Linked DNA regions of Mus musculus: regions 1, 2, 3, 4, 5 and 7 are each linked to region 6. The links are chromatin contacts, called in public Hi-C, HiChIP or PLAC-seq and promoter capture Hi-C maps. All regions are on one chromosome and are shown on one strand. Each heading gives the region's core, a stretch centred on a gene start, on an enhancer-like site or on the middle of the called end of the contact. The rest is flanking DNA. Distances are from core to core; before and after follow the strand shown.

Evidence for each region. Promoter capture Hi-C pulls out the DNA fragments that hold promoters and counts their contacts. Hi-C and Micro-C count contacts between places; a contact is called where the count stands out from the background. HiChIP or PLAC-seq counts read pairs in DNA pulled down with a chosen protein or histone mark.
Region 1: an H3K4me3 HiChIP or PLAC-seq map of embryonic forebrain shows a contact between it and region 6, with 6 times the contacts expected there. The contact joins the enhancer-like site here to the promoter of Cnr1 in region 6. A contact is called at or near these places in 2 of 39 promoter capture datasets (embryonic stem cells and hippocampal neurons) and 5 of 115 datasets of contacts at active chromatin or transcription factors (astrocytes, embryonic forebrain, embryonic hindbrain and 2 more).
Region 2: a contact with region 6 is called in a promoter capture Hi-C map of hippocampal neurons, with 5 times the contacts expected there. The contact joins the enhancer-like site here to the promoter of Cnr1 in region 6. A contact is called at or near these places in 6 of 39 promoter capture datasets (cranial neural crest, embryonic stem cells, hematopoietic stem and progenitor cells and 3 more), 10 of 115 datasets of contacts at active chromatin or transcription factors (VIP interneurons, craniofacial prominence, differentiating embryonic stem cells and 7 more) and 2 of 9 other capture datasets (embryonic stem cells and pancreatic islet).
Region 3: an H3K4me3 HiChIP or PLAC-seq map of bone marrow-derived macrophages shows a contact between it and region 6, with 5 times the contacts expected there. The contact joins the enhancer-like site here to the promoter of Cnr1 in region 6. A contact is called at or near these places in 3 of 39 promoter capture datasets (the 3T3-L1 cell line, embryonic stem cells and hippocampal neurons), 10 of 484 Hi-C or Micro-C datasets (the N1E-115 cell line, cerebellar granule neurons, cerebral cortex and 4 more) and 17 of 115 datasets of contacts at active chromatin or transcription factors (SST interneurons, VIP interneurons, astrocytes and 13 more).
Region 4: a contact with region 6 is called in an H3K4me3 HiChIP or PLAC-seq map of stem cell-derived neural progenitor cells, with 14 read pairs. The contact joins the enhancer-like site here to the promoter of Cnr1 in region 6. A contact is called at or near these places in 6 of 39 promoter capture datasets (the 3T3-L1 cell line, the C10 cell line, cranial neural crest and 3 more), 1 of 484 Hi-C or Micro-C datasets (cortical neurons), 7 of 115 datasets of contacts at active chromatin or transcription factors (embryonic basal ganglia, embryonic forebrain, embryonic limb bud and 4 more) and 1 of 9 other capture datasets (embryonic stem cells).
Region 5: a contact with region 6 is called in a Hi-C map of muscle stem cells, with 1.7 times the contacts expected there. The contact joins the enhancer-like site here to the promoter of Cnr1 in region 6. A contact is called at or near these places in 10 of 39 promoter capture datasets (the 3T3-L1 cell line, the C10 cell line, cranial neural crest and 6 more), 13 of 484 Hi-C or Micro-C datasets (the N1E-115 cell line, brain, cerebellum and 6 more), 15 of 115 datasets of contacts at active chromatin or transcription factors (SST interneurons, VIP interneurons, bone marrow-derived macrophages and 11 more) and 3 of 9 other capture datasets (adipose tissue, embryonic stem cells and pancreatic islet).
Region 7: a contact with region 6 is called in an H3K4me3 HiChIP or PLAC-seq map of stem cell-derived neural progenitor cells, with 21 read pairs. The contact joins the enhancer-like site here to the promoter of Cnr1 in region 6. A contact is called at or near these places in 6 of 39 promoter capture datasets (the 3T3-L1 cell line, cranial neural crest, hippocampal neurons and 2 more), 1 of 484 Hi-C or Micro-C datasets (stem cell-derived neural progenitor cells) and 10 of 115 datasets of contacts at active chromatin or transcription factors (SST interneurons, astrocytes, differentiating embryonic stem cells and 6 more).

Annotation. Positions count from the first base shown.
Region 1 is chr4:34,336,445-34,339,144 of GRCm38.p6, reverse strand. No RefSeq gene overlaps it. Among named protein-coding and RNA genes, the nearest start is that of Gm33286, 30 kb to the right of the region's middle. Within about 2 kb of position 1,419, at least 35 of the 459 cell types and tissues checked have an H3K27ac peak or open chromatin away from gene starts, as enhancers often do. A contact at or near this core is called in embryonic forebrain, forebrain and hippocampal neurons, where this site is marked.
Region 2 is chr4:33,440,766-33,443,685 of GRCm38.p6, reverse strand. Rngtt (RNA guanylyltransferase and 5'-phosphatase) reads right to left here. Exons shown (of 16, transcript NM_011884.3): 14 at 19-85. Among named protein-coding and RNA genes, the nearest start is that of Mir8118, 4.1 kb to the right of the region's middle. Within about 2 kb of position 1,630, at least 9 of the 459 cell types and tissues checked have an H3K27ac peak or open chromatin away from gene starts, as enhancers often do. A contact at or near this core is called in hippocampal neurons, where this site is marked.
Region 3 is chr4:34,385,153-34,388,090 of GRCm38.p6, reverse strand. No RefSeq gene overlaps it. Among named protein-coding and RNA genes, the nearest start is that of Gm46882, 15 kb to the right of the region's middle. Within about 2 kb of position 1,265, at least 34 of the 459 cell types and tissues checked have an H3K27ac peak or open chromatin away from gene starts, as enhancers often do. A contact at or near this core is called in VIP interneurons, bone marrow-derived macrophages and neural progenitor cells, where this site is marked.
Region 4 is chr4:33,465,853-33,468,552 of GRCm38.p6, reverse strand. All of the region lies in intron 14 of Rngtt (RNA guanylyltransferase and 5'-phosphatase), which reads right to left. Among named protein-coding and RNA genes, the nearest start is that of Mir8118, 29 kb to the right of the region's middle. Within about 2 kb of position 1,317, at least 93 of the 459 cell types and tissues checked have an H3K27ac peak or open chromatin away from gene starts, as enhancers often do. A contact at or near this core is called in hematopoietic stem and progenitor cells and stem cell-derived neural progenitor cells, where this site is marked.
Region 5 is chr4:33,412,573-33,415,295 of GRCm38.p6, reverse strand. The region is part of intron 13 of Rngtt (RNA guanylyltransferase and 5'-phosphatase); the gene reads right to left. Among named protein-coding and RNA genes, the nearest start is that of Mir8118, 24 kb to the left of the region's middle. Within about 2 kb of position 1,290, at least 11 of the 459 cell types and tissues checked have an H3K27ac peak or open chromatin away from gene starts, as enhancers often do. A contact at or near this core is called in muscle stem cells, where this site is marked.
Region 6 is chr4:33,923,324-33,926,267 of GRCm38.p6, reverse strand. Cnr1 (cannabinoid receptor 1 (brain)) reads right to left here and starts at 1,624. Exons shown (of 2, transcript NM_007726.5): 1 at 1,110-1,624.
Region 7 is chr4:33,497,344-33,500,127 of GRCm38.p6, reverse strand. It overlaps Rngtt (RNA guanylyltransferase and 5'-phosphatase), which reads right to left. Exons shown (of 16, transcript NM_011884.3): 15 at 1,054-1,177. Among named protein-coding and RNA genes, the nearest start is that of Gm52726, 11 kb to the left of the region's middle. Within about 2 kb of position 1,472, at least 22 of the 459 cell types and tissues checked have an H3K27ac peak or open chromatin away from gene starts, as enhancers often do. A contact at or near this core is called in SST interneurons, neural progenitor cells and stem cell-derived neural progenitor cells, where this site is marked.

The sequences.
Region 1 (2,700 bases), core at 170-2,669, 410 kb before region 6:
TTAGAGTCATATAGACAAAGTATAGTTAAATTTCATGGAGCTTTGATGTGGAGTTTGCCCTATTGGGTTTTGGCTTTGCTTTGGTCCAGTATTTCCACTCTACATCAGTTCCTTTCCTTCGGAATTGCGATGTGTGTTCTGTGTCACTGCTGAATGTTGAAAGCACATAATTTGCCTTTTGATTTTACAGGGGATTACAGTTAACAGATTGCCTCGAGTCTTAAAAGTTGAGAGTACAACTGTACATGAAAAATAATTATAAATAGAAAGCCTTGCAAGAGGCTGTGCTTGTGGGGACCTGGAAGATTCGGCTCCCTAAGCTTTAGGTTAATAGTCTTCTTTTGTACATTCTTCTGTATGAAAAAGGCATCATTGGTGACGTTCACCTTTGTTGGTTTAGTGTTATGAGTTATTACACACTTGTGGATAAGTTCTTAGAAGCACTAATAGTTGAACAAAGGGCCCCTCTATGCTCCTTGTATTCAGACTCTCTTGTCCTCTGCTGTCTGATGACTTCATCCCTCGGCTTTAACACCCTGTACAACAGCTTTGCTTTGTGGATTTTCCTAAGGATAGCCCTCTATAGGTCTTGATCAGGCCGATGTTGATAACAGAAGGGTTATACTTTGTTTTGTGGTAAGAAGAGATTCTTAGCAATGAATCAGAATGCTAAGTGTATTTTTGATGAGGATTAAATCGGAAGACTTCCCTTAAAGTAAATCAGAAAAGAAGAAAATTCAAAGGAGAAAATATGATCTGTGGTGAAATGTGTAAAATTTGAATACTTTTTAGGCCCGGCTTATTGCCTGACTTTTAGCCTAGTGGTGAGGCATATTGCTTTTAACATATAGCTCCTTCGTAAGTGCCTGCTGATATAAATTTATGGGCTAACTGCCAGAATCAGAAGTTACTATGGTTAATGCCAAGCAATGTTTCTTAAAAATAAACCTTTGAAAGGGAGTACTTTGAAGCGAGAAAACAAGCAGGCTTTTGCCGAGGAACCAGTTGAAACACTGAACGACTCTGTTTGACTTCATTGCGTCCACACGAACGCTTCCGTGATAGTGCGTAGGTCTTGGCCACCCGCAGCGGGTGTGCTTCAAAACCGCTGTGTGCATAGTTGCTGCTACTGCTCCTTACAGTTTTGACTTAGTCTAAGACTGAAAATGCTTCTACAAGCTAGGAGAGGAAGACGCAGAACAGATTGGCTGATGGCAATCTGTTGTCAAATGTCACCGTGTTCTCATCTTAACCTCTGGCAGAAAGTAACTGTGGGGCAGTTTGTTCATTGCAGAACAAAGGAGGGTTTCCAGATAAGAATCCAGTCCATCTTACAACACTTCTCACAGAATAAAGAAAGCAGCTAAGAATGCATAGACCTCAGCTCCCGAGCCATCTTCTCCGTCTGTGATGATTGTGATGACCAAGGGAGGAATCTCTCCTGCCTGTCACCTGATGTCTAGCCACTGTGGTCTTGTCAACAGCCAGGCAGTTTGCTTATTTTCCAGGATAACAAGGAGAAGCCTGTGAGAGTTGGTGAAGAAAACACAAGCTTAGCAGCAGCTGGCAGTCGGCCAGCATGCAGTCGTGTTCTCCGGAGAATTGAAGCCATTTTTATCCTCCTCCATAGGCCTGGGGGATTGGAAACAGTGGCGTCGTTCCTGGAAGAGCAGAGTAGGTTTACAGCATCATCTTCTGTCTTCTGTGACAGTGCCACGTAGCATTGTTTAAAGTGGCTAACAGTCGTTGCCTTCACCTTTATGTGACAGATTTATCTGCATCGACCAGACTTTCAACTGTGAATTATTTCTCACTGTGTCTAAAATGATAAGACTAGTTATTTTTTTTGTGTTCGACCTTTGCAGGGAGTTAGGTGGCCATCCCTTTGCTCCTTTGGTTTCACTGTCTCTAATTCCCAGGCATTTACAGTCATCCAAATTGGATTTGATAAGCATAATTCAGATTCCCCACATTTATTCCCTAATACGCTTCTTCTGCAATCAAGTCCCACTTGGCTATACGAGGCCCCTCTTGTTCATCCTCTCTGTCATTCAAATGGATAGAGATGCATAGTGATGCATAGAGATGCAGTAGTGACGGGGAAGGGGTGAGGCTGCAGCCTGATGCTCAGAAGCCCCATTCAGAACAATAGGCAGAGAAAGGCAGTAGTAGTTTTATAAAGAAGGAAAAGAAAAAAGAAAAAGGAACCCTCTAAATCTAAAATAAAGGAAGGTGTTTTTAAAAAAAGCATACAAACAAATTTCATGGCTGTCCAAGGATGGGGGGTGGGGGTGGGGGGCTACAGAGTCAGGTGACACTTTTTAAAGAACATGTGGCTTTTTTTTTTTTTCCCAGACAGAATAATGATCAGGGACACTTTAGGAATTGCATTGTTGTGGATCAAACTCAGGGCCCTGAGTATGCTACTCAAACCTTCTACCCCAGTCATGTCCTTAGCATACGTGTTATATCCAGTGCTGGGCAACCTGCAGACCTCACCGGGAGCATTTGGACTGTAGGCCCTGTGAGGACTGTCCCCATTCAAACCTACAGAGGGGTCCTTGCTGCTACCTCCTATAGACGTGAGGCCAGTTCACGTACAGCAGACATGGAACCCTTTGGAGCTTCAACATTGTGTGAGCAGGGTCCTCATCTAGATTTGCCATCTTAAGTGGGCCCTGTAGCTCTGTGAGGTCTCCT
Region 2 (2,920 bases), core at 381-2,880, 480 kb after region 6:
GAAAATGAACAATCATACCTTGATTTGTGCAAAGGGTCTTTCATAACCTCCAACATAGAGAAGGCCAACATTCTGTGGAAGCAACCTACAAGGTGGGAAAAAAATAAAAAAAAAAAAACTTATTTATATAGTACTCTGCCTTTAAAGCAAGAATGCATAATAATAAAAAGTGGGAAAACTGGAGTGATAACTTCATCAGTAAAGTGTTTGCTGCACAAACATGAAGACCTGAGTTGGATTCCCCACGATCCATGTGAAAAAGCCAGATGTGGTGGCAACAGCTTGTAATCCAAGCACCAGGAGGCAGAGACAGGATTACCTGCCAACCAGCCTACTCTAACTGTCAAGTTTGGGGCCAAGAAAGAGACCACCCAAAAAGCAAGGTAGACAGAATCTAAGAATCAGTACCCGAGGTTGATCTCCCTAGACACACAGACACAGAGACACAGAGACAGACAGACAGACAGACACACACACACACAGAGAGAGAGAGAGAGAGAGAGAGAGAGAGAGATTTCTCTAATAGATACTATGAAACACAAGCATGTGTGTGTGTGTGTGTGTGTGTGTGTGTGTGTGTGTACACAGTGAGATAGTAACACCAAAGGAATACTTACTTCTATTGCCAAGAAAGAGGGGGTGGGGTAAAATGTTGAAATGGGGAGCTGGGATGTACCTCAGTCAGGTAAGGTATGCCTAGCATGCATGAAGCTGGTACAACATAAAACTGGGCATGTTTTCACAGGTTTGTAATCCTTGCATTCATGAGATGAAAGCAGGAAGATCAAAGGTTTACGGTCAACTTCCAATACACAGAGAGTTCAAGGCTAGCTTGGGCTACCTGCTTCTACATCTCAAAAAACTTAACACTCAACAATAATTCTGATAAAATTACTAGTGTCTCTGGAAATGAGGTGATGAATAATATACTCAAAAATTTATGAAGATTTAATTGAAGAACTAGTGAATGCATGCCCACAACCATATATTATGAATGATAATGAGCTTAATTCCATCCTAAAATTTTACCAAATACATTACATAAATGCTAACAAAAGGGTGGCTTTGACCCATGGCATAATAAAATGTCTGTCACTGGACAGCAGTGGGGTGAGGGGCCCTACTTATAGAGAACTCATTAACGTCTGAGTACATAGGAGCTGCACCTTGAGTAAAGTGTGACAGTCAATCTATACATGGTTGCACTCCCTAAATCAGCCTTTCTTTTCTTCCTATTCAGATCTCTACAACATCCAACATCCATTCAGCCATTTTGTTTTGGTTTTGTTTTCACTTAAAATAAGCAATGACATATGTATGGATATTTTATCTGCATATATGTGTGGTGCACCACATGCGTGCCTGGTACCTAAAGAGGCCAAGAGAGGCCTCAGATCCCTCAGAACTTGAGTCCTGAGCTTGAGATGCCAGAGATGGGTGTGCTAGCAGAGACTCCTAGTAATGAGGTCAGAGAGACTGACCCAGGCATCTTCTGTGCAGGGACAGGGACAGGGACACCAACCCAGCCACAAAACCTTCAACGGGTCTGCAGAGTGTTCTGGGACTGGAGCCTAGTATAAACTGTCATCCGAGAAAGCAGCCAGACTCCATCAGCAACTACTAGGAACAGATGTAGAGTCAGTACCAGAGCCAAGCATTAGGCAGAGCTCCTGGATTCCTGTCGAGGAGGCGAAGGAAGGATCTGAAGAACCAGAAAGGTTAGGAGCACTCCAAGAACACGGCCTGCAGAATCAACTGACAGACTCACGGGGGCTCACAGAGATCATGGGGCCTGCAGGTCTGATACATGGTATGGCTGAATAACTATGCGTTCTTGTGGGATCCCTGACAGTGGGATCATGGCCCTAACAGTGGGAACAGGGGCTGTCTCTGACTCCTCTGCCTGCTGGTGGGAATCTGTTCCTCCTACTGGGTAGTCTCATCCAGCCTTGATATGATGGTATATGCCCAGTCGTATTATGGCTTGTTATGCCATATGTGATGTCCCTGAGAGGCCTGCTCTTTTCTGAGGGAAGGCAGAGTGGAGGAAATAGACATAGGGAAGAGAGGGGAAGACTGGGGGCAGGGAAGACTGCAGTCGAGATGTAATATATGAAAAAAAAATTTTTTAAAAACCACAAGATCTTTTTAAGTTCCCACATAGGTGTTGAAAATCAAGCCCAAGCCTTCTAGAAAAGCAGCCAGTGTTATTTACTCTGAACTATCTCTCAGCCCCTTGTTTTCCTTTCTTAAGACAGACTTACTTGCAGCCAAGAGGGCTTCTAATTCATGGTGTCCTACCTAGGCCTCCCAAGTGCTGGAGATATGGTTCTATGTCAATCAGTGGTTTCTCATTCTTAATTGCAACAAAACTCCAGGTGGGTTTTGTTCATGGTGCTAGGACTTGACCTCAGGCCTCATACATAAAGACAAGTCCTCTATATGCAGCTATATCTACAGTCCACACCAACACACTGAGGATGAAGAAATACTGCCTTTAGAACTTTGGTATGATTAAAAAGTAATTAGTAGAGTAAGCTATAGGACATAAATACTAGCCACAATATTTTTCACTCTTCTATATTTTTCCTAAAAGACATGTAAAGATATGGACATAACTTCAGTTTTCGTATTACTGTTTGGGGGAAAAGCCTGTATTATCTTTATGTACAGACAATTCTAAGAGTCTACATGATGTTAAAAGCTTCCTTATGACAGGTAAGAGACCTCAAATGAGCTGCAGGATAATATTGTATGAATTGGAGAACAAAACACTCAAAGATATATATAGTAAACAAGTACAAATTCAAGGAAGCCAATGGAACCTTTTCAGTATACCATATAGCATAATCACAGAAATGAGAATATTCAAGATTTATTTTAACAATCTCCTGGCTGCAGGGATCTCACTTCATACACC
Region 3 (2,938 bases), core at 16-2,515, 460 kb before region 6:
AGTGTGCATGTGTATGTGTGTGTGAGTGTGTGTGTGCGCGTGCGTGCGAGTGTGTTGTTGTTTTATGAGTCAGTGGTTGATGACTGAAGTTTGGAATGTGATAGGACTCACAGGTTCTTGACAGTATGGTAATAGGGCTACTGCCCTAGTATGATGGACTCTTAACAGACGGTTGAATAAGTATCAGGATGCTAAGAGCCATCTATGAAAATGCCTCCATTTCAAGGAGTAAAGAAGCCCAAAGAATTTCTCGTTGGAGCTGGGGAAGAATTAGGTAATCCAATCAAGCTTAATTCTTTAAATTCATTTTGATTTCTCTCTCTTCTTGAAAAGAAGGTGTCTTATTCTTGACTAACTCTCAGTAAGTCTTTTACCTCTGTTTCTCAAGTGCCGCATTTACACTTGTGAGCCGTAACTAGGTATAACTTGGACTTTAAACAGCAAGAAACAAAATTGGCGTGAGTCATCTTTTCCATAATTAACTCATCAATCCTGTTACCTCGTCAAAGTCAATGTCCTTCTTTTTATTGTTTCTCGGCTATTGTCTTCTGCTTAGGGCTGTCTGTTGCGTGATAACTCAGCAAATAAAAGCAGGGGGAGAAGAAACTGAAATGAGTAGGGGAAAAGAAAGGGCGTTAGTTTCTGGAACCTTAAGAAAAGCTTTGGGCCCTTCCTGAGTGTTCCCTGACCCTGGTGCATCAAGTCTCTGCCAGATGAGGTGCATCTGTGGGAAGAGTCTCAGTGAGGGGTAACGGGGAGGAGGACAGCACTTAGGATATAAATAACCAAATAAATGGATACATTCACAAAAAGAAAAGAAAAGCTTTGAGGACATGGTGCTACCAGTCCTCCCGTGTTTGGAGACTAGAACAAGTACTGCCATCAAGTTTGTTTCAGTGAGGTGAAGTCTCCAGTGTTGCTTCGGCCATAGTGAGTGCTGCATAAATATTATTGGTGGATTAAGCAATAAGTCAAGACTGCCCAGGTCTATGATATGAATAAAAAGGAAACGTTCTGTGAAATTCTGTGATATAGGGCAAGTTTAACTTTAGAGACCTCCAGGACTTGTCTCACTTCTGGTTTCTGATCCCTGAATTATCTTTCCCATGTTGGGTATCAGAAAGATTTGCAATGAAGTAGCCATGGTGCCTTGGTAAGTTTTTCTAATCTTAATGGTATTCGTGGGTTGCAGGAATGTTCTGCCTGCTCCCTGTGAGGGATAATTTCTACCACCCTGCTTGATGGAGAGGCACAGAAAGAAACCTCTTTGGTATTCTATGGTGTTTGCGAAGAGATTTGCCCTGTAGCTTGGGCTGTGCAGTGACTACTAAAGAGAGGAAGTAGGATTTTCTGTGATAAGTGCACCTTGGTCTCTAGTCCTGAAGACAACCCCATTAATGACTTTCCTGTTATTTTAGAGCTCTGACTATCTTCCAAGTATATTACCAGGCTCTCATTCTCATGATTTAATTGTCACATTGTGCACTTTGTAACAATAAAAAAGGGAACTATGTGCAGTGCATGAATAGGAAGTGGTTTCCTTAGCAACGGTTGCAATGTGAATACTATCTCAAATGACATGGGTTTCCCCCTCTATTCATTACACCTAAATGTAGTCCCTAGCCTATTCTTAATCTTCTCTTCTCCTTAGCATTTAGAATCATGTACTCATTGAGAATCTATTATAGTTTGGAGGGTAAATCGGGATTTTATGCACACATATAACACACGGTGTCTGTACTGTTGTTCAGGTGTTGTATTTGAGTACATCTATCTGGCTTGGAAACATTCAGAAAATCAGGTGACTTGTGCAAGTTGCCCTCTTTCCCAAACCTGGACATTTTTACCCTTGTGGCGGGTTCTTCTTGATGTCATTTTGAAATGCAAACACTCCAGTGACTGTCCCAACCTGGGATCCACCTCATGGGTGGGCACCAAAGCCTGACATTACTGATGCTATGTTGTGCTTGCATGGCTGTCCTCTGAGAGGTTCTACCAGCAGCTGATTGAGACAGATGCAGATGCATATAGCCAACTATTAGACTGAGGTCGGGGACCCCCATGGAAGAGTTAGGGGAAGGATTGAAGGAGCTAAAGGAACCCCCATAGGAAGACCAACAGTTTCAATTAATCTGTACCCCTGGGAGATCCCAGATTCTAAGCTACCAACACAGGTTGGTCCGAGGCCCCTGCACATATATAGCAGAGGACTGCCTTGTCTGATTGGAGACAATTTACCTACTTCTCTAGAAAGACTTAAGGCCCCAGGGAAGGGGGATGCCCAGGAGGTAGGGTTGGGAAGAAGGAGAGCATCCCCTTAGAGACAATAGGGAGGGGGGACCAGGAGGTGGGCAATGTTCGAATGTAAATAAATAAAATAATTTGAAAAATGCAAACTCTCAAAACTAGGAAGAATACAAGATGTAAATGTTGAGGGAAATCAGATTTTATTGGAAGTGGTAAAGACTGAGAGTGGATGCTGTTGTCATCTTATAATGTAATGGCTAAACCCCGAATCAGCCCCCCCCCCTTTTTTCCTTTTTCAGGCAAAGCACCTGTAATGTAGAGTAACCACTAGAATCTTCTACTATATGTCTTTTAAAATGATCAAAATTTTTTGACGTGTCCTGGAGCTGGAGTTACACGTTGTGAGGTGCCTGAACTTGGGGCTGGGAACCAAACTAGGGTTTTCTGGACGAGCATTAAGCACTCTTAACCCATAATGCACCACTCCAGTCTGGCCAGCATTGCAGAGGCTTGCATGGGAAATTCTGCCTATTCAGTTTCTTTAGGAATGGGATCGGAGTGGACTTGGAAAAACAGTATTTCTGGTCTTCTGTTGTCCACTAATAATACTGATTCTCATTCCCTCTCTCGTTCTCTCTCTCATTCTCTCTCTCTCTCTCTCTCTCTCTCTCTCTCTCTCTCTCTCTTTGGA
Region 4 (2,700 bases), core at 68-2,567, 460 kb after region 6:
TAGGACAGTATGTGAAGGGGATTCTGGCTGTGTCATGTAACACAGGCACACATGGTGTTTTGTTGAGGACTTGATGTTTGGAGAGAGTACACATAGAACTCAACAGACAGTGAAGGCTCGCTTGCACTGAGCTAGCTGTGCAACCATTAGTAGGTCCCATGCCTTTGCTGCTCTTCACTTTATTGAGAGAGGCACAGCAGAGAACTTCTCCTGGCTTTTAGGCTAGATCGTGACACTGCTGCTGATTCATGCCTGGTATCCTGACGACAGAGATTGGAATTGCCCCAATGAACTACTTCTAAACAGATCCACATCCCCTTGTCCTATTTACCATCTTTTCTCCCCTTCCTTTGGACAGGGGGTTAGAAGAAGGATTGAAGACATTGAGAACCCTTATTAAAAGTAGTTTTTAAAAATTTAAGCCTACAGGTATCAGTTGTGAGCTTTAACTATTGAATTTTACTTAGGATTTCCGTTATTTCGGAGAAAGGTAACTTCTAAAAATGCCTGGGGCTGGATCCAATAGTCTGGGACAGTTCATCAGTAACAGTGCAGTCCCATACAAGAGTACTTCCATTTCTTGTAGCTCCATCACTCTAGACATCTCCACTTAGTAACATCTGATGATACCATGTGCACTCCACTCCATTCATCCTTTTGCTAAGCCATCATCACTATGGGAACAGTAGTGCTTACAGCCTTTTGTATTGTCCTATCACCCTGTGCTATGCAACCAACCCACTCATTCTGAAACTTAAAGAACATCTGTTCCTTCTCTCTGCAACTCTTCTGTACTTCACTTTGCAGCTAAAACCAATAGTGAGTCATCAAACTAACTCCAAGAAACACTGGTGGAAAAACATTAAAACGTTTTAATTTCAACTGTGTTCATACTCAACTTTCAGCTAAAAAATGTGAAACTCTTTCACTGTACCAACCATAATTGACGTACCTTGTTGAAAGAAAATTCTGCAAATGGGATTAACTTCTGTTTTATGAACTAATTAATACTCAAATACACAGGGTATTTATTTATACATCTAATTTCCTACCAGCTGATTTTCAAAAAACTGAAATGCAATTCTAAACTGTTAAAACCTATGATAGCTTTGACATTAAGAGACAATTAAGGGTGTTGGAAACAGGAAACTGCAAGGCCAGGTTATGTTTAGATGACAACACGGCACTAATGTGGATATCAGGGATGAGTCAGCTAGAACACAGCTGGGACTGGACATGGGGTCTATGAGTCAGCATAAAATAGCTGATACCTGATGTCCAGGGAACCCCAAAGTAAAGAGTGATGTAATGTTATATAACTATTCTTGGCAGAGTGCCACATTTGTGTGATTCCCTATAAATGTGGCTTGAGGTCAGAGGGCAGAGACCTTTTCTGCTTTTGCCAGCCTTCTTGTGTGTGTTTATCTGCAGGCCTGTGTGTGTGCCTATGTCTGCCTGTGTGCCTGCCAACCAGCCTATACATTGGTGAATACCGTGGGTCTTATCTGCTCTCTTCACCTCACATAATCTTCAACCTCCAAATGTTCAGTGACCTTCCTCCTTTGCTGGCACTGAAATGCAGATCTCATTCATACCTAACACATTGAGCAGGATACAACTGTAGTGCAAAAACAAAACAAAACAACCAACCGAAACCCCCAAAACAAAACAACAAAACCCAAGCAGTGAACTGGACTCCTCAGCATTGGGAGAAGAGCAGAGGGACTGCTGAGAAAGGAAACTGCTGTTTCGACTGAAAGCTTTCTTGACAAGCTTGACTGTGAGATGACTCTGATGACTCTGAGAGCTTCAAGCTGAACGAGAAACTGAGAGCTGAGTATGTGATTTAGAGCGCGACTTCACTCACACCTTTGATCAAGAGAAATAACACATGAAGTTCAGGAGCACTGGCTTTTCAGCGCTGACGGTGAGGGAGATGAAGTTAGCCTCTATTACCACCTACCCTTTAAGCAGTGCCTCCTTGTCCCAAGACCACTAAATGGAGAGTCACTAATGGGTGATGAATGGAGTAAAGCAACATGCACATGGTATGTGGATCATCAGATATTACTAAGTGGAGATGAGATGTCTAGAGTGATGGAGCTATACGAAATGGAAGTACTCTTGTATGGGACTGCACTGTTACTAATGAACTGTGTCAGACTAAATGGAAAATCATTAATCACCAACTAACCAGCTGGTATAGGTTGATGATGGTGAACTACCAGAGACTGAATAAAGGAAATTCCTACATGGACTTAATACAGATAGTCCAAGAGTAAAAATGCACAAGTCAGTTAATAAATCAGTCTCTCAAGAATGACAGACAGACAGACCCAGACACCCAGACACACACCCAGACACACACCCAGACACACACCCAGACCCAGACCCAGACCCAGACCCACACACACAGTGCCAGGCTCTCCCACAGGTCATTTGAGAAGCACTGTATGTCCTGTGTTAAAACAATAGACCTCAGTGCTCAGAGCTGCAGTGTGCTCCCCCATGGCCTATTACTTGGCAAGGCTACCATAGGCGGGGCTCGCAGCACTCTCCAAATGTAAACAAGTGTTTTGGACCTCAGCAAGTAGGGATCCATGGCTGAGAATATCCTAGGGGTGGGGCCAATATGTCCAGTTAGTAAGGGACCCGAGAACACCAGAGACCTCTTGTTGAGCTCATTATTCATTGGTTCCC
Region 5 (2,723 bases), core at 41-2,540, 510 kb after region 6:
TTAGATCTGTCTTGTTCTTGACAGACAACGCTGTTGTGGTGAAAAGGTACCTAATAACCAAAGTACCTAAGTCACTACTGCAGTGAGACACATTCCTTATGAGAAATTTTTTAAGCAAAGGTCATAGACAGTAGGGAGCAATATAATAAAAATTAAAGTACTGGGAACGACTTGTTCCACTGCTGTACACAGCTTTGCAGATTTGAAATCCTAAGTGTCTGCACTACCTCATTTTTTTTTAGACCTGGGAGTGTAACTTGCTAAGACAGTTTTCTGAGGTACACAAAGAAGGAAGCCCGCCTAGCTACTCCCTCCCCCAAATACTCTCCCCCGAGACTCCGAGCTTGAGATGAGTTCCATTTCCTAGAGATAAAAGGCCTGCATTAACAATGATGTGCCCTTTTTTACAATAAATTTCCATATTTATATTTTGAAGCTGTCATATGCTAGAGGATATTAAATATCCTCTCATTATAATTAACTCTTAAAGCCAAAATAAATTACTTGATTCAACAGACATTGAAAGTTAAAGGAATATAATTATATCACTAATTATTTTGAAATTATTTTGATTATTAAAGCTATTTAATCTATTCTTGGTTTTATGTTAGGAATGTACACTGGCTAAAAAGCTCTAATCTCTTCTTTTATCCTTAAGATAGAAACAAGAATTTGAACTTGGAGTATATAATAACTAAAATAATACACTGGGACAGATCTTAATAATAAACTAAAGCAAACTTTTAATTTTTAAATTCCATATTCAATCATATAAACATAAACCACTGGATTACAGCGTAGTTTCACTTTGCTATGGTTATTCTAACAACTCTTTATGTAGTAAGCTATTGTAATGCCATAAAAAATATTTTACCCCTTTAAAAATGTCTATACCAAAAATTAGAGAAATACATTTTAGGAATTAACATGCGCTCTCCACCCTCAGGACCAATATACAAAATATACTGGCTTGAATAATCTAAAGATTCTGATGTTCCAAAAGGATCACCAGGATTCTAAAGCCTAAAGACTGGGGACAGAAAGGAGTTAAAAGTTAACTTCTAGGAGGTAAGAAGAGTAAAAGCTGAATGAAAGCAGCACCAAGACTAAGAGATCTAGAAATCGTTTGCACAGAACAACTGAGAGCCTTTCCTCACCTGGGTTTCTTGTCAGAAGAGCAACGTTCTGTGTAAAGATGTTCTAATAGGGCCATGTAGCTCCTGGGCCAGGCGGGGCTCTCCGGGCCTTACTTTCAGCTCACTTGCCTGCTCCTACCCTTGGGAGTGCTTTCACTGACTCCAGATAGATCACTCAGTTCTCCCAAGTTCATGGCTCTCTTCCACCTAGCAGCTGTTTGGAAGGACATAGCAGCTTTCATTAATCTTAACTGAAAGCCACACCACCAGAAGAGAAACTCTTCCTTTTCTTCCACCTTTCTGCTTGCCTGCCCTGCTGTTTTTTCTATCAAAATTTAGAAAATGGTCCCCAAGCTTCCTTAAGAGCAAGGGCACGTTTTAGGAGTCAGTTATTTCCTTCCACCAACTGGAGTGGGGTTAGGGTATCAAAGACAGAACTCAGGTCCAAATACACTTGGCAGCAAACACTTTTCTACACTGAGTCATGTTAGTGCCCCTGTTTTTACACTCTGTTAATGAGACTAAGTACACACAAAAGGGAACCCTAACTTCCCCCAGTGACATTCAGATTTTTATCAAAAGGCAAATTAGTGACATAGATTGTAAGATACTTTTATTTCCCTGAAATACTAAGATCATTATACCTTGGTATGAATTAAGTTTTGTTAGCATCATTCTTGATTCTTAGAATAATTTTGAAATGGACTCAGAAGGAAAGAAGAACAATTGTAATGGAACTTGGGAGACAAACAGCAGGGCCTGTACACTGTAGATCTCAGCAGCTGCTAGGAGGAGAAAGAAGGAAACAGAGAGATGCTTTCTGAGGTAGAGCTCGAGGACCCAGGGAGATTCAGCAGTAGAAGTCTTCCCGTCTGCAGAGTGAGAATGAGCAGAGTCAGGGCAAGCATGCTTAGTATTTGAGCCTCCATATAAATGAAGAACAAAAGAAAGAAAAAGGCTATATTGTCCGAGTCTGGGCTCAAAAAGCAGCCAGACTTGCAGTGAGGATCTGTACCCAACAGCACTGGGAAAGGGCTACTGTATGTACCTCATCGTGTGTAGAGTTTTTTTCATCTTTTTAACATGTCTTCAAGTATATCATCATGACTCGAAGTTAGAGCTTTTGTTGAGAATTTTCCTTGTTCAGGTAATTGACAGGCTCATTTGCTTAACCATTAAGTGAAAGGAACAAGGTTTATCTTTCTGATTTTGATTCTGTGTTATAAAAAGGAAGAAATCTACACATACAAAATTACATTAACCTACCTTTGACTTAGGAGGTACACAGAAGAAATGCAAGACACAATGACTTAGATATTTGTGAGCCTCTCTGCTATAGAGAAATCAAGAAAGGAGGAAAAAATATCACCATAAATCTCAAAGACTGATCACTTGACCAAAGGAATAAAACTAAGCTTTGATACAACCGGCTATGGTTCCCCTTCCAATACAACCTGCTGGCTAAAGATCCGATGGAAAATGTTAGGACGCTAATCCTACTGTCTTCTCTCCATTCTTGCAGTGTGGACCACCACCACTTAGAGGAGTCCACTCTATACTGGAGCACCAATCAAAAGGCAAGAAGAA
Region 6 (2,944 bases), core at 375-2,874:
CAGTCAGTCCTATGGGAACCTTGGAGGTCGGCTACTCCTAGTTTCTCAATTTTCTGCCAAACAGACTGATGTCAGGAGTGACCCCACAGATAATCAGTACCCGCGGAGTCTCCTCTGAGCATGTGCATCTCCCCATTGTTCAAAGGAATTAAGTTGGCAATAAAAACGAGAAGTTATGGGACCCAGAGAGGTATCTTTCAACATCCTTAAAACCAGTAAATCTGCTCTAATCTCTTATTAGATTAAATGTCCAAGGAGATTTAATATGCCAAGAAATAAACAAAGGCAGGAAGAGCTAGTAGCTCCTATTTGGAAGAAAAATTTAAAAGATAGGAAATAGGTTTTTTCATAGATAGGTTATTAAATTTTTTTCTCACCTCTTTGAAACCTTTGAGAGATAAACCATGTACTACAATTAAAAACACGCATGTTGCTTTAAACTTTGAAATGACCAAACAACAGTTTCTCACATCTATCATAGCAAACATTTGCATTCAGGAAATGCTCCATTTGTGACTTGTAAGCCTTAACCAAGAAACATCCTTTTAAAATAAAGCATCAACTTCATTCGTCTGGTGCCAGCTCTTAGTTTCATGTTCCTATAACAGTCAATCACAGGTATCAATACTATATATATTAGTTTTTCCTTAAACAGAGATGGCTGCTGTAGCTATCGCTCTGTATCAGAAGTTCCTTATTTAACATAGATTTCTTTACATGACATTTAGTATTTAATTGAGTCGTTTTCTACATGTGGTGCAGAGACTCTGGAAGACTTAGTTTCTGATAAGGCTAAAAGACGTCAAGCATCAACTCAAGTGCCTGTTTTCCAAACATGCACAATTACACATTTTCTACAAACAGACATCAGTGTATGCAGAGCTAGGTGCATATCCAGTAAATTGTAAATGGTAGAAGCCTCCAGAAGTAGCTTAGACCACAGGTAACAAGCTGGGACTATACAGCTAAGTAAACACCATATTAGCACGATTTGCTCTCCTGGAACACGGAGCAAGAACTCCGCGTAGGACACCAGGGGACCACTGGCCAGTACCGAGGGGGCGGGAGGCGGAAAAGCTATTCCCAAACGCCACTGTGCCAGGTCTTACCCTTCGCATCCCCCGGTCCACGGGCCAGAAGCTCCCTCGGCACCTGTCGCCCAGCCAAGGGGCTGGCTCTCTGCTACAAGGAAATTTGCCCCCAGACTCTATGAGAGCTCTGCAGACAGCCCAGGCTCCCGCCTGAGCCAGGGGGAGGCTCTGGCGCCAGGGGAGCCAGAAGGAGGCGGAGGCGGAAAAGAAGTGGAGAAGGTAGAGGCAGCGAGCGAGCAGGGGAGGCGGCGCGGGGCGCGGTGGGGCGGGGTGGAGCGGGGCGTGCCCGCGGCGATCGGTCAGTAAGTCAGTCGGTCTGCGCGCCCGCGTCCCCGGCCTCTAGCACCCGTGCGCCACGGCCCCTGGGACTGGCTCCCCTGGGCTCGGACAGGCCCGCTTCGTTCTCCGGCTCTCCCCGGCGTCCCACTGACCGCGCTGGCCGGCCTGGGGCCGCCCGCTTGGGCCACCCCGAGCGCCCGTCGCCGCGCCCTGCTTGAGGTCCCTGCCTCTCCCTCAGCTCGCGCGCTGTCTCTGGCTCGCTCTCGCTCCAGTCCCATTTATGAAGCGTGGTCCCATCACGTGTTAATGAGCCTTTGTCCTGCCCTGGCAGCGGCGGCAGCAGAGACTCCGCCAAGGGATCTGCGCGGGGAGGGACCGGCGCGCGGCGCCCGCGGCTCCAAACTTTGCTGCGCGGTACCCGCCGCGGCGCTGGCCCGGGGGCTAGGAGGGACGGCCCTGGCGCTCGGCGCCCACTGTGTCATCCTCACTCTTTGCCACCAACGACCCCGCGGCCTCACCCTGCTCTGCTCCCTGGCGCCCTCCCACCCTGGCGTGGCCAAAGGGGACGCGTGCCTCACTGCCCGCGACCTCGGGGCCGTTAATCACCAGCGCTGCTCATTGCCAGGACCTCACTGGAGGTCACGCGCCGGGCGGTCGGGATCCGGAAACAGGGCGGCAGGAAGGCCGGCCAAGTGAGGTCTCCGCCCGACCCTCCCCTCTGCGCCGCCTCCAGTCCTCAGCTACCTGGCCGCGGCCACCAGCCCTCCGCCCTCGGGGCGGACGGCGTCGCCTGGGCGCCTCCCGCGCTGGCCCGCGCGACCACCCGGGCGCGCCCAGCCTCCAGCCGTGGCCGCACGAGCTCGGCTCTGTGGGCGCCCGGCGCCCCCTCCCCAGCCCTGGCGCTCCCCGCACCTCCTGCTCGCGGGGAGATGCATCCGCGGCGGGCGGGGGCTCTTGTTGGGCGGGAGCCTGGGGACCGGCGGTGCGCCCGGCCGCCGCCGCAGGAATTAGGGGACATGCTCGTTAATTGGTTCCACTCCGCCGTCTGCCTCTTGTGTGCACGGATCAAACCTTAATTGGTCTTTACATTTATCACGGCGAATTGCAACCCTATACACGAGCGTCAGCCCGCAGCTTCAGCCGAGGGGGCCATTCTCCGCCCGGGCCCCGGGGACCAGGCGGTTGTGGCTACAGCTGAATTGCGTTTTAGACCTCGTTCTCCCTGGAGAGTTGGGTCCAGTCGAGTCGTAAGGTTTCCACCTGACAGAGCCACATCAAGTCAGGTCCAGGGGCCCAGCTGTAGGCACAACGTTAGGTTCCTAGGCCCTCAAGGTAGCAGCTTGGCATTCGTTTTAAGCCTTGCTCAGAGTCGAGGACGTCTAGCCCAAACAGCTTCCTACAAGGCCTCTTTTTACCAATTCTCCCTGACGTCCTACCCCCCACCCAGAGCCAAACGCTCAGTGTATCTGGCCCCTATTTTGAATCTGGTGACAAGGATCCCAGAGGGTGAGCCTAAAGGAAGAAGCAACATAGAGGGTAGAGGAAGCTGCAGAATTCGGGGAGGAGAGACTGCT
Region 7 (2,784 bases), core at 223-2,722, 430 kb after region 6:
GCAGGCCTCAGGTACTGTTTTGGTGGTCACTCATTGCTAGAGTATTAATTTTAAGCAAAGACGTTAAGGGGTTTTAACCTAGTACAGCATACTTCATGAAAATCTGTATTTAATTAAAACTTCTATGCAGGAAAGTATACTACAGTTTTTAAGTCATTCTGTCAGAAAGATGGCCATTCTGTGAAATACAACAATAATAGCCAATGCCACTATAGAATAGGAAGTTTTCATGGTAGCTTCCATCCATATTGTTATTTTAATCATTTAGGTGAAGAACATATAATAAAATAGCCTAATAAACAAAACATCTTTTCTTGAGTAATCAAAAAAAAAAAACCAATTTTCTCATTTTATGATATTTTATTTGTTTGTTTTGGGAAAGAGGGAGAAAAGAATGGAATGAACTCATCTTGTCTGAGCATAGATGTTACTTCCAAAAAAGGTCCCTGAATGTGAAACAGTATCTTTTAAAATGAAAGAGTGAACTGGCTGCCTCTCTCCTCTTCCTGCTTCTCAGGATCCTGATCGCCACCAGCAGTGGACACTGGACAAGTGAGCCGCCGCCCACTGCACTGATCTAGCCTTTTATAAACCGCCTCTACTGTCAGTACATCTGAAACATGGAGATGACTCCAAGGCATTCACACCACAGCCAAAGAGCATTCTGAAGGATAGCAGGGCAGTTCTTATGTTTTACAGTTTTCATTTACTTTCTCTCCATTGTTTGTAAAGTTATTTTAGGAGCTAGAAATTACATTTTTCCCTTGCTAATTCTGCTTCTTACCCATCTGGCAAACAATTGTTTTAATAGTTTTGAATAGAACAGAAATTATCATGGCTTTTTTTTTTTTTTAACAATTCATTAAGTTAATCTAGTATGCAACCATCACCCTTCCCTCTTTTGCCCTTTCGGGCACACAGGGCAGCTCTTTAGCAACTAACAAGGTCCAGGCCTGACTACCTAACCCATTATTCAGGACAGCATCAACAGGACATGTGGTCTTTGACGACATAATTTTCTGAACTTACTGTATTGGTCACTCTCATACTCACCCATGGCTGTGTTGTAGGCATTTGGGAAACTTTTGTCTATCCTCTGTCTCATGAAGACCCAGCTATTGTTCTCAAATTTGCATTCTATAATTTTGTTGTCATACTGTTTTAGTTCTTTTGTCACCTGTTTTAAAAGAGAATTGATGAAAATATTTTAAATCATTTGAAAGGCTTTTTGCTTCTACTATGTGACAGACACATTAGGAAATGCCAAAAACACCTCAGTAATTCTTCAAGCGGAGCTCTTTGTCATCTGAAGTGTCTAATCAAGCCTGAAGATATGGTGCACACTCCCAGTACACATGCTCATGTATCTGACACTTCAGAGTTGTGAAAATGGCTGTCAATATATAGCAATTAAAAGAAGCTAAGCAGAAAGCAGCCACTTCTGGGCCAAATGCAAATATGTTACCATGGGGACAATGCCTTCAATCCTGTCTGTGTTTCTGTGGCTTTCAGACAATGAGTTCACTGCTTAGGGTTCACCAACTTTCAGAAAGATCTCATCATGTAGATTCCTATGCCACCCCCACCCCCCATTATCTTTATTATAGGTAAAAAGCTACATAAAAATAAATACTAGGATCGAATCAGTCAGTTTTTAAATCCAAACTTACTCCTCGGGCTATTTTCCCCTTTCATTCTTGCAGAGAGTATAGATTTAGAAAGGAAACTATGCTGACTTTAGCTGGTGTGTTTCTTGGCTTCTTTACCTCAGATGATTGAATATGGATTACAACATACTCTATCAAAGCCACCAAGTATCCATGGTAACTATGGTACGTCTGAGAAGATATTCCATCAGGCTAGGAGGATGGTTTTCATAAAAGGAACCTAAAGCTTATCTCTGCACTTTTCCAATCAAATGCCAGTCATGGTAATATTTGAATTCTGTCTTCATCCTTCAGAACTAACAACACACACTCTCTTACAATATGGTAGATTGTAATCACTAAACTTCATTAGCATTATTTGAAATGCTCTCATTTTCTGCCCACATATTCACTACCACCTAGGAAGATGAAGAGATGCAAATTTTTAGAAGCTGCTTTCAATTTAGATTAGTCAGGGTGTGTCTTCATAAAAACTTTCCAATTGTCTTTCCTCTAGATGAATATTGCATTTGATTGGATGGATCATTTGCATTTTCAACAGGTCTAATAACTGGTCCAAAACCAAGGTCTACAGGCCCAGGCTCTGTAAACTTAACCCCTCTACAGATGCTCTCTGTACTGCCTGCTCTAGTTGATATATATATATATAAAATGTATATATATATATATATACACACACATATATACATATATATGTATACATATATATATTCAGAATATCCATATATATTTATATATATCAGCATGTCCCCAAATTCCTGATTTTTCAGTTTTAATTTTCCATGTACTATGAGATCATAGGTATATGCTATTAAATCTATCTTGAGGCGGGTTGGGGGGGACGCTATTTTGCTAGTTCCTGTGATCTACTTGTCTGTGTCAGTGATCAAGTGTGCTATTTAAAGCACTGGAGCTTTGCAATAGAGGCCAGGGGTGTGAGGCCTGCGACTTTGCTATTTGTCAGCTAAGTGAATTCCTTAAGAGTCCATGTGAATGCTAGCACAGCTTTTTCTACTTCTACAAAAGACACTGTTAGGGTTTTGTTCCGTTTATGCAGGATCTCAAGACTGCTGTTAAGTTCTATGGATATTCTGATAACATTCTCTCCTGAGCCATG